Linked DNA regions of Sus scrofa: regions 1, 2, 4 and 5 are each linked to region 3. A link is a contact called in public HiChIP or PLAC-seq and promoter capture Hi-C data. All regions are on one chromosome and are shown on one strand. Each heading gives the region's core, a stretch centred on a gene start, on an enhancer-like site or on the middle of the called end of the contact. The rest is flanking DNA. Distances are from core to core; before and after follow the strand shown. Region 1 holds the start of STRIP2 (striatin-interacting protein 2). Region 2 overlaps STRIP2 (striatin-interacting protein 2). Region 3 holds the start of AHCYL2 (adenosylhomocysteinase 3). Region 4 holds the start of IRF5 (interferon regulatory factor 5). Region 5 holds the start of SMKR1 (small lysine-rich protein 1).

Evidence for each region. Promoter capture Hi-C pulls out the DNA fragments that hold promoters and counts their contacts. HiChIP or PLAC-seq counts read pairs in DNA pulled down with a chosen protein or histone mark.
Region 1: a contact with region 3 is called in a promoter capture Hi-C map of fetal liver, with 2.6 times the contacts expected there. The contact joins the promoter of STRIP2 here to the promoter of AHCYL2 in region 3. A contact is called at or near these places in 1 of 5 promoter capture datasets (fetal liver), 2 of 47 Hi-C or Micro-C datasets (epiblast stem cells and fetal skeletal muscle) and 1 of 2 datasets of contacts at active chromatin or transcription factors (skeletal muscle).
Region 2: a promoter capture Hi-C map of fetal skeletal muscle shows a contact between it and region 3, with 5 times the contacts expected there. The contact joins the enhancer-like site here to the promoter of AHCYL2 in region 3. A contact is called at or near these places in 3 of 5 promoter capture datasets (fetal liver, fetal skeletal muscle and liver), 22 of 47 Hi-C or Micro-C datasets (alveolar macrophages, brain, embryonic fibroblasts and 15 more) and 2 of 2 datasets of contacts at active chromatin or transcription factors (alveolar macrophages and skeletal muscle).
Region 4: a promoter capture Hi-C map of fetal liver shows a contact between it and region 3, with 2.1 times the contacts expected there. The contact joins the promoter of IRF5 here to the promoter of AHCYL2 in region 3. A contact is called at or near these places in 1 of 5 promoter capture datasets (fetal liver) and 1 of 2 datasets of contacts at active chromatin or transcription factors (alveolar macrophages).
Region 5: an H3K27ac HiChIP or PLAC-seq map of skeletal muscle shows a contact between it and region 3, with 4 times the contacts expected there. The contact joins the promoter of SMKR1 here to the promoter of AHCYL2 in region 3. A contact is called at or near these places in 2 of 5 promoter capture datasets (fetal liver and liver), 18 of 47 Hi-C or Micro-C datasets (alveolar macrophages, embryonic fibroblasts, epiblast stem cells and 11 more) and 2 of 2 datasets of contacts at active chromatin or transcription factors (alveolar macrophages and skeletal muscle).

The regions. Positions count from the first base shown.
Region 1 is chr18:19,254,290-19,256,989 of Sscrofa11.1, forward strand. STRIP2 (striatin-interacting protein 2) reads right to left here and starts at 1,382. Exons shown (of 21, transcript XM_003134694.6): 1 at 1,180-1,382. The coding sequence starts at 1,314.
Region 2 is chr18:19,223,568-19,226,267 of Sscrofa11.1, forward strand. STRIP2 (striatin-interacting protein 2) reads right to left here. Exons shown (of 21, transcript XM_003134694.6): 17 at 865-965. Among named protein-coding and RNA genes, the nearest start is that of SMKR1, 25 kb to the left of the region's middle. Within about 2 kb of position 1,399, at least 2 of the 83 cell types and tissues checked have an H3K27ac peak or open chromatin away from gene starts, as enhancers often do. A contact at or near this core is called in fetal skeletal muscle and skeletal muscle, where this site is marked.
Region 3 is chr18:19,440,589-19,443,288 of Sscrofa11.1, forward strand. AHCYL2 (adenosylhomocysteinase 3) reads right to left here and starts at 1,251. Exons shown (of 17, transcript XM_005657758.2): 1 at 828-1,251. The coding sequence starts at 1,190.
Region 4 is chr18:19,689,720-19,692,419 of Sscrofa11.1, forward strand. IRF5 (interferon regulatory factor 5) reads right to left here and starts at 1,435. Exons shown (of 9, transcript XM_021078963.1): 1 at 1,043-1,435. The region is part of intron 1 of KCP (kielin/chordin-like protein); the gene reads left to right.
Region 5 is chr18:19,198,607-19,201,306 of Sscrofa11.1, forward strand. SMKR1 (small lysine-rich protein 1) reads right to left here and starts at 1,424. Exons shown (of 3, transcript XM_003484024.3): 1 at 1,237-1,424; 2 at 811-1,177. The coding sequence starts at 1,424.

The sequences.
Region 1 (2,700 bases), core at 132-2,631, 190 kb before region 3:
CAAATGGTAAACCACAGACTGGGATGCCTAAGACCTGGCTTCTAGTCCCAGCTCTGTCCCTTGATGATGAAACTACAGAACCAAGAGCTACTATGTACTAACCAACTACATACACTGTGCCCGCACTGACTAAAATATTTCACATTTAATTATCTCTTTTTGAGTTTATCATAACTTTCTGAGGTAGATAACGTTAACCTCATTGCAGAGATGAAGAAACTGGAGCACAGAGAGGTTTGTAACTTGGCCAAAAGTCACACAGACAATAAATGACAGGGCTGGGATTCAAAACCTCAAAACCTGGTCTGACTGAACCCAAAGCCTGATAATCCTGGCCACTATGCCAGATGTATGATCTTCGACAAGTTACTTCTGTCTCTCACTTCTGGAAAAGAAAGGGCTAACCCAGATGATGTCTACAGATCTTTTTGTGGTCTATTCTCCTGATCCCATGCTCAGATCTAATTCTACTCTTGCCTAGTTGATGGAAACTGGCTGGATGAGGGGGTGGAGGGAGTGATGCTAAATCCTCCTAATTAGGATTTCTTTTAAGAAGAGGGACTATTCACATTCTTATCTGTGGGTTTGTATCCTGGCTGGTCCTCCACTCGCTCCAGCACTCCCCACCTGACTCGTGTATCCTGAACCCCTATGGGGAGGGGTCCTGAAGTTGGTGAAAAGCCAGTCCAAGGTGGGGGGTGGAGGGAAGGGGAAGGATCAGCTCGGGGAACCTAGGGGTGGGAGGGCGGCTGCCCGCACGCTGGTCCCTCTTCACTGCTGCGGAGAGCTCGGGCCTCGCACCGCTCCGGCCAGTCACTTCACCTTTCCGCGCCCGTTCCCTCCTCCGAAAATCGCGATACGAATTGCCGCTTCAGGGGGCTGCAGCGATTAAGTAGGTAAATATTTGAAAGTATCTGGGACGCTGGAGATCGCGCTATGTCTTCGGGCCCCCAGAGGGGAGGCCAGAGGGCTAGAAAGCCCCAGACCCGCGTAGGAGGCGGGCGGAGAGGGGTCAGGACTGCAGAGACCGGAGTCCAGGCGGCGGAGGACTCGGCAGGGGCCCCCTGGGAGGGGCAGCGGGGGGGCGCGCAGGGGAGGAGGCCGGGGCCGAAGCACCTCAGCCGCCGCTTCCCGCACCGGCAGTCTCCCGGCCCCAACCGAAGCTCTCCGGGCTCTCACCTCTGACTCCCGCCGCTGGCTTCTGAACGCCTCCCGGCCCTTAGGCGCCACCGGCTTCCCTTTGCCGCTGCCGTTGCCAACGCCGTTGCCGTTGGCCGGCGGGCTCCCGGCCCCGGGCGCCGCAGGGTCCTCCATGCAGCTCTTGTCAGCGGCTCCCCTCAGCCGCTGGCCGCTCTCTGCCCGGGGCGACCCCGCAGCCGCCGCGCGCCGGGAGCCAGGTCCCGCCCCCTCCACAGCTATTGGTTGAGGCCCCTCTTCGCAGCCCCGCCCCTCAGTTTGATTGGCTGTTACACCGCTCCGTGCGCGACTTGGAGGAGGTGGGGGCTCATTCAAGGGATTTGTTCCCCCCCTTTTTGCCCAGTCCTGCAGCATTGCTGGTGTGGGAGTTTGACACTCCTGGGTCGGCTCTCGGCTCCACCTCCACCTTCCGGGCCTTGAGCCTTAGCTGGTTAACTCCGTTCTCACTCGGTGTTCCTCAGCACTCACCCGCTCCTAAATAGCGACCTTTTCGAGGAGCTCTAGTCTCCGCCTCCAGCTTCACTGCAGTCTCGGTTTCCCCAGCCGCAGACCTCTGCCCCGAAATCCCGGCTCCGGAATACGTCCCAAATCCCGCTTCAATCGAAGGGAAGGGATGGCACCTCCGGGTGGCCAAACACTGCAAGAAACTAGGGACTCTCCCTCTTAGGAAGCTGAGATATCTGAGGAGAACTCATCCCACTCTCCAGTTAGAAGAGAGGGCATGGCTGGAAGACTTGGAGTTGAGGGATGCAGTGGGACGTTTTTTTTTTCACTGAAATTGCTGGTTCCCATCTGGGCTACTCCTGGCCAAACTGCTTTCTCTGCTCTGAACGAGGATACCTTTCTCATGGAGTGAGCTAGGGAGTAAATGTTGATTGGAGAGCAAGCCCCCCCGCCCCTTTCTCCTCAGTCCTTTCCTTCATTCTAAGATCCCTGCTAGGGGCTCAGTATTTCCTGTGGCAAATGAGGCTGTGTGGTTTGCCAACTCTGATATTTACATGAAAAGCAGTTTACAGGAATTCCCTGGTGGCCTAGCGGTTAAAGATCCAACATTGACACTCTTGTGGCCAGGTCCGATCCCTGGCGGGGGAACTTCCACATGCCGCTGGCACAGCCAAAAAAAAAAAAAAAAAGCAACTTATAGTAAACATGGTAAATATGTAGGCAGTCTGTGATCGTAATAAAAGCTCCAAACAAGCAGCCAGATGGGAATGGGTGGAATTGGGGAGACTGTTGAACTGCCACACTGTGCACTGGACACTTTCCAGATATATCATATCTGATAGGTTGTCTTCACTGATCCAATATTACTGATAAGGAAACCAGGACTCTCAGAGATTAATTACTCCTCGCAGTTCCCAAGGATACTATCTGGTGTCAGTGTATTTTTTAGTGGAGGAAACTCTGCTCTGAGTTAACTTCTATTCTTCCCTAAAGATTCTATTTAGTCCATTTAGTCATCATCTCCTCCTCCAGAAAGACTTTCTTTCTTTCTTTTTTCTT
Region 2 (2,700 bases), core at 149-2,648, 220 kb before region 3:
GTTACCGAACCTGACTAGCATCCATGGGGATGCAGGTTCGAGTCGTGGCCTTGCTCTGTGGGTTAAGGATCTGGTGTTGCCGTGCTGTGGTGTAGATCACAGACAGAGCTCAGATCCCAAGTTGCTGTGGCTGTGGTGCAGGCTGGTGGGTACAGCTCCAGTTTGACCTCTGTAGGCTGGGAACCTCCATTTGCCACAGGTGTGGCCCTGAAATAGCCAAAAAAAACACAAAAAACAAAAACAAAAAAACAATTTGTGTTTTGACCCAGAACTCTGCTGCTTACTTTAGGGATCTCACCAGCATGTTATCCTAAAGTCAGTCAATTAACCTCCCTGAATTTTCCTAATTAGTGAAATGGGAATAAAACTTTTGATACCTCTTAGCACTGAGGAGATTAAATGAAATAATGGATGTGAAAATACTGTATTTTTTTAAACTAGAAATTGATCTATCTATAGTCTATTATCTACCTTTGGTTACAAATTCTGTATAACACTTTAAAAAGAAGTATAATTGACCCAACTTATGATTTATACTAGAAATCACGGTTGGCCGGACAGGTAGCCTCCTTCATAAAAAACAGTTTTCTGGATCCTTCTGCCACAGGGCTGAAATTCATTGCTGCAGTTTCATTTCTTTGAGTTGTGGCATTTTAGGATTTCAGAACTATTAAAATACAAATGTCTTTGTGAAGAGGCCAAACCATACACCCCACCAGCTAATACTTCAAGGAAGTTAAATTTGACAGTGACAGCTTTAAGTTCTCCCGGGACACCAGGAGAACTGAAAGGTGGCTCAGACGCAATGTAATTTCTCAACCATCCCAAATAGCCTTTTGAAATAAACCTGTCCAGAGTCCTTACCTGTTTTTGGCAGTGATGTAGGACAAGATATTTTGATTGAAGAATTTCAGGATCAATGGAATGCAGTTAGCAAATACCAAATGTTGTGATACATATTCAAACTGAATTAAAAGATCAAAGCAGAAAGGATGCTTATTTGGGGGAGAATAGAGGGTCTGTATGAAAAAAAAAAAAGATGCAAGTACAATTCTATTATCCATTCCTGAGAATATTCACTGTCATCTTGTGTTATCAGCCTTCCTGCCTGGGAAATGGGGAGAACCGTCTTCAGCCAGCTCATCCTACACAGAAAGGGACGTGTGTACATCCTACAGTGTGTACATTGCAAGGGCCTGACCTAAAGCATAAAACATAAACAAGCCAGAAAGAAAATCCCACTCCAGATAAATAAGAAGAATTACTGTGAGATTTGTTCCTAAGCTCTACAGGAAAGGAAGGCTCCCCGAGGGAGTTGTCTTCCATACCAAAGCTCTGGCTCATAGTGTTTCAACAGTGATTGATAAAGAAGGAACAGGTGCAGCCTAGTCCTGGCAACCTAGTCCTGGCAACTGCTAGCATCACTCACTCAGGATGGATACATCACACAGTAACCAAATGAACCACTGGTATGCAGGTTCCAGCAAAAGTCTAGTTCACTGTATTAGCTCCATACTTAAGACTATCAGTATTTGAATGAATCAATCAACAAGAGTCCTTCAGTCAACAGATACTGCACTGAGAATAAGGCCAAGATCTCTTTGATGGGCTAAACAGCAGAACATAGGGCTCCATTTTGCTCTCTTGAATCTGGATCAGGTTTGCACCCAGGAAGACCTGCTGGGGCAGTGTCAGGGAGTTGTGTCACCATGATTTACCCATGATACACTGAGGAGCATCAGGTAACAGTTTGTCTTCAGATCCAGAACCTAGACTCCTGGGACAGTACAGAAACTGGACTGAAAAAGCAGAAAGTTACAGTGGTGTAAATTTAAATCCCTTAGCTCTTCCTGATCATTAAGAAATAGGCATGGTAGCAAGCTAAACTGCCCCCTGCCTAGATGTGTGGTTAGAGGTGGGGAGTCATTTTATCTTGCCCATTTCTCTCTTCTGCTCAAATATTTTCCCTGGCAAGTGGTCCAGGGTATTTTCCAAAGCCTCAGATGGAGGAGCCAATACATACCTACTAACAAGTGATGGGAAACATTTTTCAGTTTGAGACATGTCTGTAGCCTTGTCAGGAGTCACTGACACATACTGGCAAGGCCCATCAAGCCATCCATCTGTCCATCTGGTCATCCACACACTGCCCACCAAGAGAAGCAGACAGAAATCCATATCCACAGTTCCCTGTTCTTTCTACTAGGAAATCTATCTCCTCCATCCCTATTCTTTCCAGCCCTGATGCTGCTCAGCGAACACTGGCAGGAGAATTGTGAGTATTCAGGGTTCCCTAACGCACCCAAAGATGTCTCTGAACATACTGAAGTGGAGAAATGCCCTGGTCGTACAGTCAAACCCTCCATGGACGCAGACCCTGCAGGGCCTTCCCTGCACTCTGAGGACCTGCTCTTCTACCAACAAGCCTGGTCCTGACTTCTTGGGAGGAAAATGGGGCAAAGCCTCTGTGCAGGAATGAGAAGCCTCCTTCTCCTCTCCACGTCTCACCACAGAGAACATCCATTCACTGCCCCCATGTTCTCCCATATCTTGGCAACACCCATAGCACCAAGTCCAAACTCAGCATGGCAAACAATGCCTTCATGGGGAAGCAGGTTCTTAACTTTTTTAGCCTTAGTGGATCAAATAAGACCCACCTCATAGGGAGTGGAGAATTACTTGAGATCCTCATGAACTTAA
Region 3 (2,700 bases), core at 1-2,500:
TACTCCTTGGTGCTCTTCTTCAAAACTCTGTCTGGAAGAAACTGACAGCTGAGACAGAAAACCCCACTGTGATCGCTTTTCCCAAAAAGAGAAGCATTCCTAACACTTCCTAACACTTTCAGATCATAATGAAAGACCTAATAAAACAATCACCTCTTCATACACAGTACAATAATCTTGGTGGCGACCAACTACTGGGCAGAGAGAACAAACCTCTGAAGAGAAAAGAGTGAAGAGAGTCCATTACCCTTCTACATTCAGAGAGGATGTAAGGAGATCGCAGAATCTGGAATGAAGGGCACAGCATCAGTACTGCTCGATGGAAGTGGTTGGACAAGAACGGCAGAAAGTCATCATCTGCACAGAAACCACACAACTGAGGATCTCAGAGCGAGGTAACTACTCCTTACTCGTTCTTCCAAGAGAGAACCCTTACTGCTGAGTGAACTCTCATAAGCAGTGAGGTTTTTCTACACCATCGGGGTCTTCTCCCCGACAGTCTGGAACATACACACGGAGCATGTCGGGGAGTTCAGCGAGGGCTAAGATTAGGTGGCTCTCCTCTCCCAGCCTACTATTCCAAGTAGTAGGCGAGAGCGCTACCTCCATGTTATTCCCAGCGAAGTACGGCCGTACCCCCTGGAGTCTTCACTCCTCAGCATGGGGCCAGGAAGGGGGCATCTCCGAGAGAGCGGATTTAAGGGCGAAAGGGATCTCTCGGCTTCTACGATGACAAGAGAGGGCGTGGAGGGTGGCGCCGCGCCGCGAGGATCTGCGGTTCCCCCTCCTACCCTCCCTCTCCGACAGAGGCAGCCCGGCCCCAATACCTTCTTGACTGTACGCGGCGCCTCGGTGACGGTGCCGTCGGGGCTGACCAGGGCCTCGCCGCCGTCGCGGTGTCTCTGATGCTGGTGATGAGGGTCGCTCCGCTTCATGGCCGACGCCTGAGGCACTTTCCCAGCGGCGGGGCTGAGAGCCGCGGCGGGCCCCGATCCCGGGCCAGGGGCCGGGGGCCGCTCCGCCGCGGGAGCTGGAGCCTCAGGGTCCCCACCGCCTGCTGGAGGGGCCATGGCGCTCACAGCCGCCGTGCTCAGTCCCAGCTGCGCCTCCGCCTCGGAAGGGCTCAGGTCCTTCAGCTCCACCTCAGGCACCTTCGAGGCAGCCGCTGCCGACACGACCTGCACCGACATCACCGCCTCCACTGCAACCGCCGGCTCAGACTCCAGCTCCAGCTCGGCCCCGCCTCCCGCCTCCCTTCCCCTTCCCTCCCCCATTCCCCCACTCCTCCCCTCCATCGCCTCCGCTCCCACCCACTTCCTCCGCCTGCCCACCCGCCCGCCGGCCCCGGCCTCTCCCTCCCCTCTCTGCCCCGCCCCGCCCCGCCTCGCCCCGCCCCGCCCCGCCCCGCCCCAGACCGCTCCGTCCGGCTTGCCCGCGCGTGTGGTGCCACGGAACCTGTAGTGCGCTTGCTCTGGGCCGAAGGCGGCGAAGAGACGGTGGGACCTCAGCCCCCGACCACCCCTGCGCGCCGCCGGGGGCGGGGCCCGCGAAGCCCCCTGGGGGTTGTAGTCCCGGTCGCCCTTCCTCCGGCAAGCGGGATTCTGTAGCAGAGATGGAGCTTTAGCGCCGGCGACTAAAAGAAAGAAGTGAGGATAGGTGACATGAAGAAGAACATGAGGAAGAGAAGGTCTCCAGAGGAGTTGCGGCTTCCGAGGAGCTAGCTCTAGAAACCCTAAGTTTGGGAAGGTGGAGGAAGATTGACTCTACCCCGACAGTGTAAATTTCTTCCTAGGGTGCACCTCTGCTATCACGTGAGCAGGCATTTAAAGGAAAAGCGGTGGGGAGAGAGCTGGCCTCAGGCTTAATCAAGTGACTTAATTTTTCTGCGTCCGTGAAATTAGGACCTCACACCTTTACTGGCTTTGTTTTTAGAAGGAATAACATGGTCCTGTTTTTAATTGCCTGTTGTGGCAATTTCTGGCACATTCTGGGCTTGGAGTTTAGTATCAGTCTAAAAAAGAAGTTAGGTATCACTAGGTCAAAATTTCAAGACTAAGGAATGAAAACCATTGCCTTAAACAAAGCCAATTCTTTTGCCCTATTAATTCTACTAGGGATATTGTAGAACCCAAGTTTGTATGCCTGTGGCACGGTGAGGCCAAACAAATCGAAACATCAGAGTTTGGAGCAGAGGAAAGTTTATTGCAGCGTGCCAGGAAGAACAGCAGCTGGAGTTCAAAAAACCCTAACTCCCCCATAGTTTTCAGGGAAAAGTTTTTAAGGCAGAATTGGGGTTGAGGGCTCCAGGGTGTGTGATCTTATTCTAATGGGTTGGTGGTGCCATAACCAGGTGATATATCTCTGGGATCTCAGCCTTCTGGTTCCAACCGGCCTATTGCTTGTGGTCAACATGTGGTCACCATTTTCCTCCTGGGTAGGGGTCTTAGTTTTAGTAGAACTCAGACACACATCAGATTGTTATCTATATCCCTTCAGGAGGAACAAGGAGTCCTGTGATGCTATTGTCCTGCTGACATCTTCAGCTTGCTCTTTGGAACTTGGGGAAGGCCTGGGAAACTAAAGCCCTTTGGGTTTTTTGTTAGTTTGTTTTGGTTTTTTTTTTTTTTTTGCCATGCCTGAGGCATGTGGTGGTTAGTTCCTGGGCCAGAGTTCAAAGTGGGCCAGAGCAGTGACCCTGGC
Region 4 (2,700 bases), core at 185-2,684, 250 kb after region 3:
TTCCCTCCACTTTTAGACTCTTAATTTTTTCGTTTCTAAATTTGAGTGAAAGACGTAAAGAAACTAAGAAGTAATGCGCCGGTGGTTCTTCTTCTCAGCTAGGAGGGTCAGCGCCTCCTTTTCTCGGTCACAAGTCAAAAGACGGCCGCTGCCTCTGCCTGACACCATCTTCCTACACACTCTCTGCCCGAATTCCTGCCATGGGCCTTAAGATCCTAGGAGGGTGAACCCTTTTTAAACCTCATTCTCTTACCCGAAAGGATGAGGGGTGCCCGGGGAAGAGGGATCCGAGCGCGCAGAAAGGGGGAATCGGGGCTCGTTCCTCCATGGCCGAAGCCGGGCGCCACGGTGCTACCCATTCTTGGCGATGGCGAGATGAAGGGAGGGAAGCAGCAGAGCTGGCGCCTCTGGCAGTGGTGCCGACTCCGCCGCCCGTGCCTCCGACTCCCCGGACGAAGGCTACTGGTGCGGGGCACCCCACACTGATCAGGATTTAGGGATAAACTTGGAGGCCGCCAGAACGACGGGGCACGCTCTGCCCTAGGCGTCCCCGCGAGCTTGGGCGCCAGGTGGAGCTGGACGCTGACCCCTCCCGCAAGCCCGCCTGGTTCCAGTCCCCCACCTGCCGCCAGCAGGTGCCCCGCGGGCGGGGAGAGGAGAGTGCGGCGGCCAGGACATACCTGTCTGCGGTACGCCCGCGTGGTTGCGCCCGGGAGCACGGGCCAGGCGCTGGGGCCGAGCTTCGCCCTCCTGGAGCTGCGCTTGTCCAACCACCCGCCCGGCACTTCCGCATCACCCGCCCCCGCCCCTGGGCCGCGGCCGCGGAGTCTCCGTGCGCGCGGGCAGCGCCCCGCCCTGCCCCGCGGAGCCGCCCTGGGGTCCCTGCGTAGACCCAGAGACCGAGGAACCGGGCTGAGCTGGCCCCCCTGCAGCCAAGGGCCTCCGGGGAGACGCCCGGCAGCGCGGTGGCCTGGAGCGTCCACTGGGGTCCTTCAACAATCTTGAACCATAAAATAGTCATTCGACAATCCCAGCTCCTTACCCGACCCTGCCACAAGTGCTCTGCGGGGCCCAGGAGCATCCCAGTCAGTCACTCTGGTAGCTCAAGATCCGGACAGATACTGGCCGTCAACCGAGTCATGTACGATCTCGGTGGGCGAACTGGCAGACCGTCCTCAGCCCTGGCTTCCCCCTACCTCCGCTCCCTTCCACGCCTCTTCGGAGGGTGGCCCAGCGCTCAGCCACTGGCATTCAGACCACCCTCTCCTAGACATGCCTGCAGGCCGGCATCCTGTCCCTTTAGAATCCTCAATCTTTGCACCTGCCTGACCCAGTTCCCCTCTCTGGTCGCCTCTGGGGCCTCTCGGGATCAGCGCCTTGGTCGCTTGTCCCACCTCTTCACTTACGGCTGTCTTGACCATCCATCTGCCGTTCTGAAGGTTTTTTTCGGTTCCCTAAGTGGGCCTCGCTCACTGGCCTCAACCTTCACACATCCTGTTCCCTGTCCCCAAGCAGTCTCTGCTTGGGAACTCCTACTTGTCTTCACATTTTGTTTCGGCTTCACCTCCGGAAAGCTCACCTTGACTGCCTTTCTTAGGTCTGGTTTCCGGGCTCTGCAGCCCATCCTTGCTGGTTTTCACTTAGGATTTTAATGTCTGATTCCCCCTAGAATCAGGTCACACATGGGCCATTCCTGTCTTTTCATTTTCTGTTTTCCACGGAAATTTTTTTTTTTTCTTTTTGTCTTTTTGCTATTTCTTGGGCTGTTCCTGCGGCATATGGAGATTCCCAGGCTAGGGGTCTAATCAGAGCTGTAGCTGCCGGCCTACGCCAGAGCCACAGCAATGCGGGATCTGAGCCTCGTCTGCAACCTACACCACAGCTCAGGGCAACACCGGATCCTTAACCCACTTAGCAAGGGCAGGGATCTAACCCTCAACCTCGTGGTTCCTAGTCGGATTCGTTAACCACTGCGCCACAACAGGAACTCCCCATGGTAAATTTTTAAATGAAATATTTTTGCTTTTTTTGGGGGGGGGGAGGCCTCTTCCATGGCATGTGGAGGTTCCTAGGCTAGGGGTCCAATAGGAGCTGTAGCTTCCAGCCTATACCACAGCCACAGCAATGCAGGATCCAAGCTGCATCTTCAACCTACACCACAGCTCATGGCAACGCCGGATCCTTAATCCACTGAGCAAGGCCAGGGATCGAACCTGCAACCTCATGGACCTTAGTCAGGTTCGTTGACCGCTGAGCCACAAAGGGAACTCCATAAAAATATTTTTAAATGAAGGAGATTTACAGGTCAATTGATTAAATTGTAGGTAGAAACTAAAACATGTAAGTTCTAGAGAGTCTTATTTGCCCTTTAAAGTTTAAAGGCTGTATTTTTAACCAGTACAGCCTGTTAGTTAGTTGATGAATCAGAACATTGACCTTCCCCTCCCCTCTCCATCCTCGCAGAAGTACCTAGGCTGGTCTTTCCCGTGATCCGTATCATCACTCACCTGTTGTCTTTTTTCTTCTCTTGCGTCTCTCTCCCGCTCCCCCACTCTTCTTGCAGCCCTAATATAAGAGGGAAATATAATTACATATAAGTATTCTATTATCGGTATCTACTGAATAGTTCACTATTTTATCTTTTTCAGTTGTCAAGTGTGACTGCAGAAAAGATAGGGAGATTGATTTGTATTTCTTTCT
Region 5 (2,700 bases), core at 174-2,673, 240 kb before region 3:
TCTGGTAAAAAGATCCAGAGGGAATTTGGAAACGGAGGTTTGGCGTTTCAGTGTGGTTTGGTTTAAGATGGGGGTCTGTGAGCCAACGACTTAGAGCTTAGACAGAAGTAAGAATGTTGCAGGCTTTCCTGGACATAAAGTGCAAGAACTCCCTGCACAAAAGCTCTCCTCCAAAGCCCTTCCTCAAACTGGGGTTGGAAAGGATAATCATTGTCTAGAGCGGGCACTCCCCGCAGCACCAGGGCTCATTGTCTATTTCCTTAATCCACAGAGAAGAATCCCACAAGTGACAGAAGGCTGGCGGCAGCAGAAGCTAAGTTCCTGGCCAGCTGCTGTTGGCGTTAACTGGTGTTCCGGCATTTTCTGGGTGTGAAAGTTGCTCAAGAGAACCGAGGGACTTCAACCAACCAACTCACAAAAAAACCTTTCAGCCTGATTCAGCGGTTGCTGAGCTCTTCCGCGGCGGGCGCAGACCACCCAGGAAAACCCTCTCCCCCTCATTTTTATCCAAAGTGTTCATTTCACGGGTTGGGCACCACTCAACACAAGGAGATGAAGGCGCTGATCTCGTGGCACGGGCAACAAGTCTTAGTAAAGCGTGCCTCTACCAGACAGACGGTATTAAACTAATTTAACAAGAGCCTCAGAACCTCTGATGCTTAAATAAGACGTGTATTAATTACCATGGTAATGCTTTCTCAGTTGAGCAGGTGAGTGTGGCATGGGTTCCCAATCCTGAAATAGAGAGAGAGACCCCAGTTCTCCGCAAGGCCTGGGGGCTGTGCCCCCGCGCCCATTCCTGCCGCTCACCGGGCTGCCACCACCGCGCTCTCCAGCGAACCGCCGTGGGCCCGGGGCTTCGCCACGTTTCTCGAGTCCGCTCTCACCCTTCCGCCCGAGGAGGTCTAGGCGCTCGCGGGAGCCCAACGCGGTGAGGGGGCAGCCAGCCACCCAGCGGCCGCCACGCGGGGCTGGGACCCCCGCCACAGAGAGGCAGCGGGCTGCGCGACTCAGTGCTTCGTCGCCTCGGGGCCTGGGGCTCCCGGCGGGCGGTCGCGGGAGGGCGGGCTCACAAGCTCTGGGCGGTGCGCGCCGCGGGGGCGGGGCCGCGCGGTGTTTACGTGTTGCCAGGACACCGGGGCCTGGCTCCCAGCCTGCCCCGCGAGCCTGCGCCCGCCTTCCTGAGAGCGGGCTCAGTTCCCTTCTGGTCGCGCCGCGCTGGCTGGGTCATTTCACCTCGCGCGACGGCGACCCAGGCTGCTAGTGCCCAGAACCCCGCTGGCTTTGGGCGAACAAGTGGGCGAAGGCGAGGTCCGGATGGTGCCCCGGGTGAATGAGGCTGGCCTTAGAATAGGAGGATTCGGCTCAGAGTATGAGCTCGGCCCCTCACTGGCTGGCCTTGGAAAAGTTACGGAAGACTCCATGACCTTTTTGGAAAAGGAGATAAAACCTCTGAGAGTCGAAGTGAAAATAACATGGGGAAATGTTTGTAAAAGAGCCTGTAAAAAAAAAAAAATAAATAAATAAATAAAAATAAAAATAAAAGGAGTTCCCATCGTGGCGCAGTGGTTAACGAATCCGACTAGGAACCATGAGGTTGCGGGTTCGGTCCCTGCCCTTGCTCAGTGGGTTAACGATTCGGCGTTGCCGTGAGCTGTGGTGCAGGTTGCAGACGCGGCTCGGATCCCGCGTTGCTGTGGCTCTGGTGTAGGCTGGTGGCTACGGCTCTGAATAGACCCCTAGCCTGGGAATCTCCATATGCCGCAGGAGCGGCCCAAGAAATAGCAAAAAGACAAATAAATAAATAAATGAGCCTGTAATGATACAAACATTCGTAAAAAGGGCCTGAAAAACAAAACCTAGAGTGAGATTAGGCAAGAAAGGACATGGTAGATGCAATTCTGCTTCCAACCCTGAGTTCATCCTGACTCAAGAATGAAGAAGAATACAGTTTGGGAGCAAGGACTCTCATTCGTTTTTACGACTTTTTTTTTTTTTTTGTCTTTTTGCCTTTTCTAGGGTCGCTCCTGCGGCATATAGAGGTTCCCAGGCTAGGGGTCCAATCGGAGCTGTAGCCGCTGGACTATGCCAGAGCCACAGCAATGCCAGATCCGAGCCGCGTCTGTGACCTACACCACAGCTCATGGCAATGCCAGATCCTTAACCCACTGAGCAAGGCCAGGGATTGAACCTGCAACCTCATGGTTCCTATTCAGATTCGTTAACCACTGGGCCACGACGGGAACTCCTGGCTCTTCCCTTTTTATTCAAGTTATTAGGCATCTATCTTGTGTCTGTTAGTTCTAGGCCCTGGAAATTCAGCAAAGTTCTTTTTTGGGGGGAGAGGGTTGTAGAATGGGGGACATGGTGTACATTTAAAATGATAGATGTTAACAGGATGTAATACATTGGATGTATTAAATTGATGTGAGGGCTGCTGGCTTATTTTTTTATTTATTAGAACCACACTTGCGGCAAAGTCCCCTGCCCTCTTCCTGTGCTCTCTCCTCTGTTGGCCCCTCTCTTAATCCCTGGGTGGGGGTGGCTCACACTCCCTGTATACACCTCTTTGGATCTTCACAATTCTCTCAGGTTAACCCCTATTAGGCTCACTCCCAAACCTGTTCCAGCCCTGCTTTTCCTGAGTTTCAAATTGGAGGTTCAGAACCTTACTGCTGTGTTTTAAAATTGAGCTGTCCT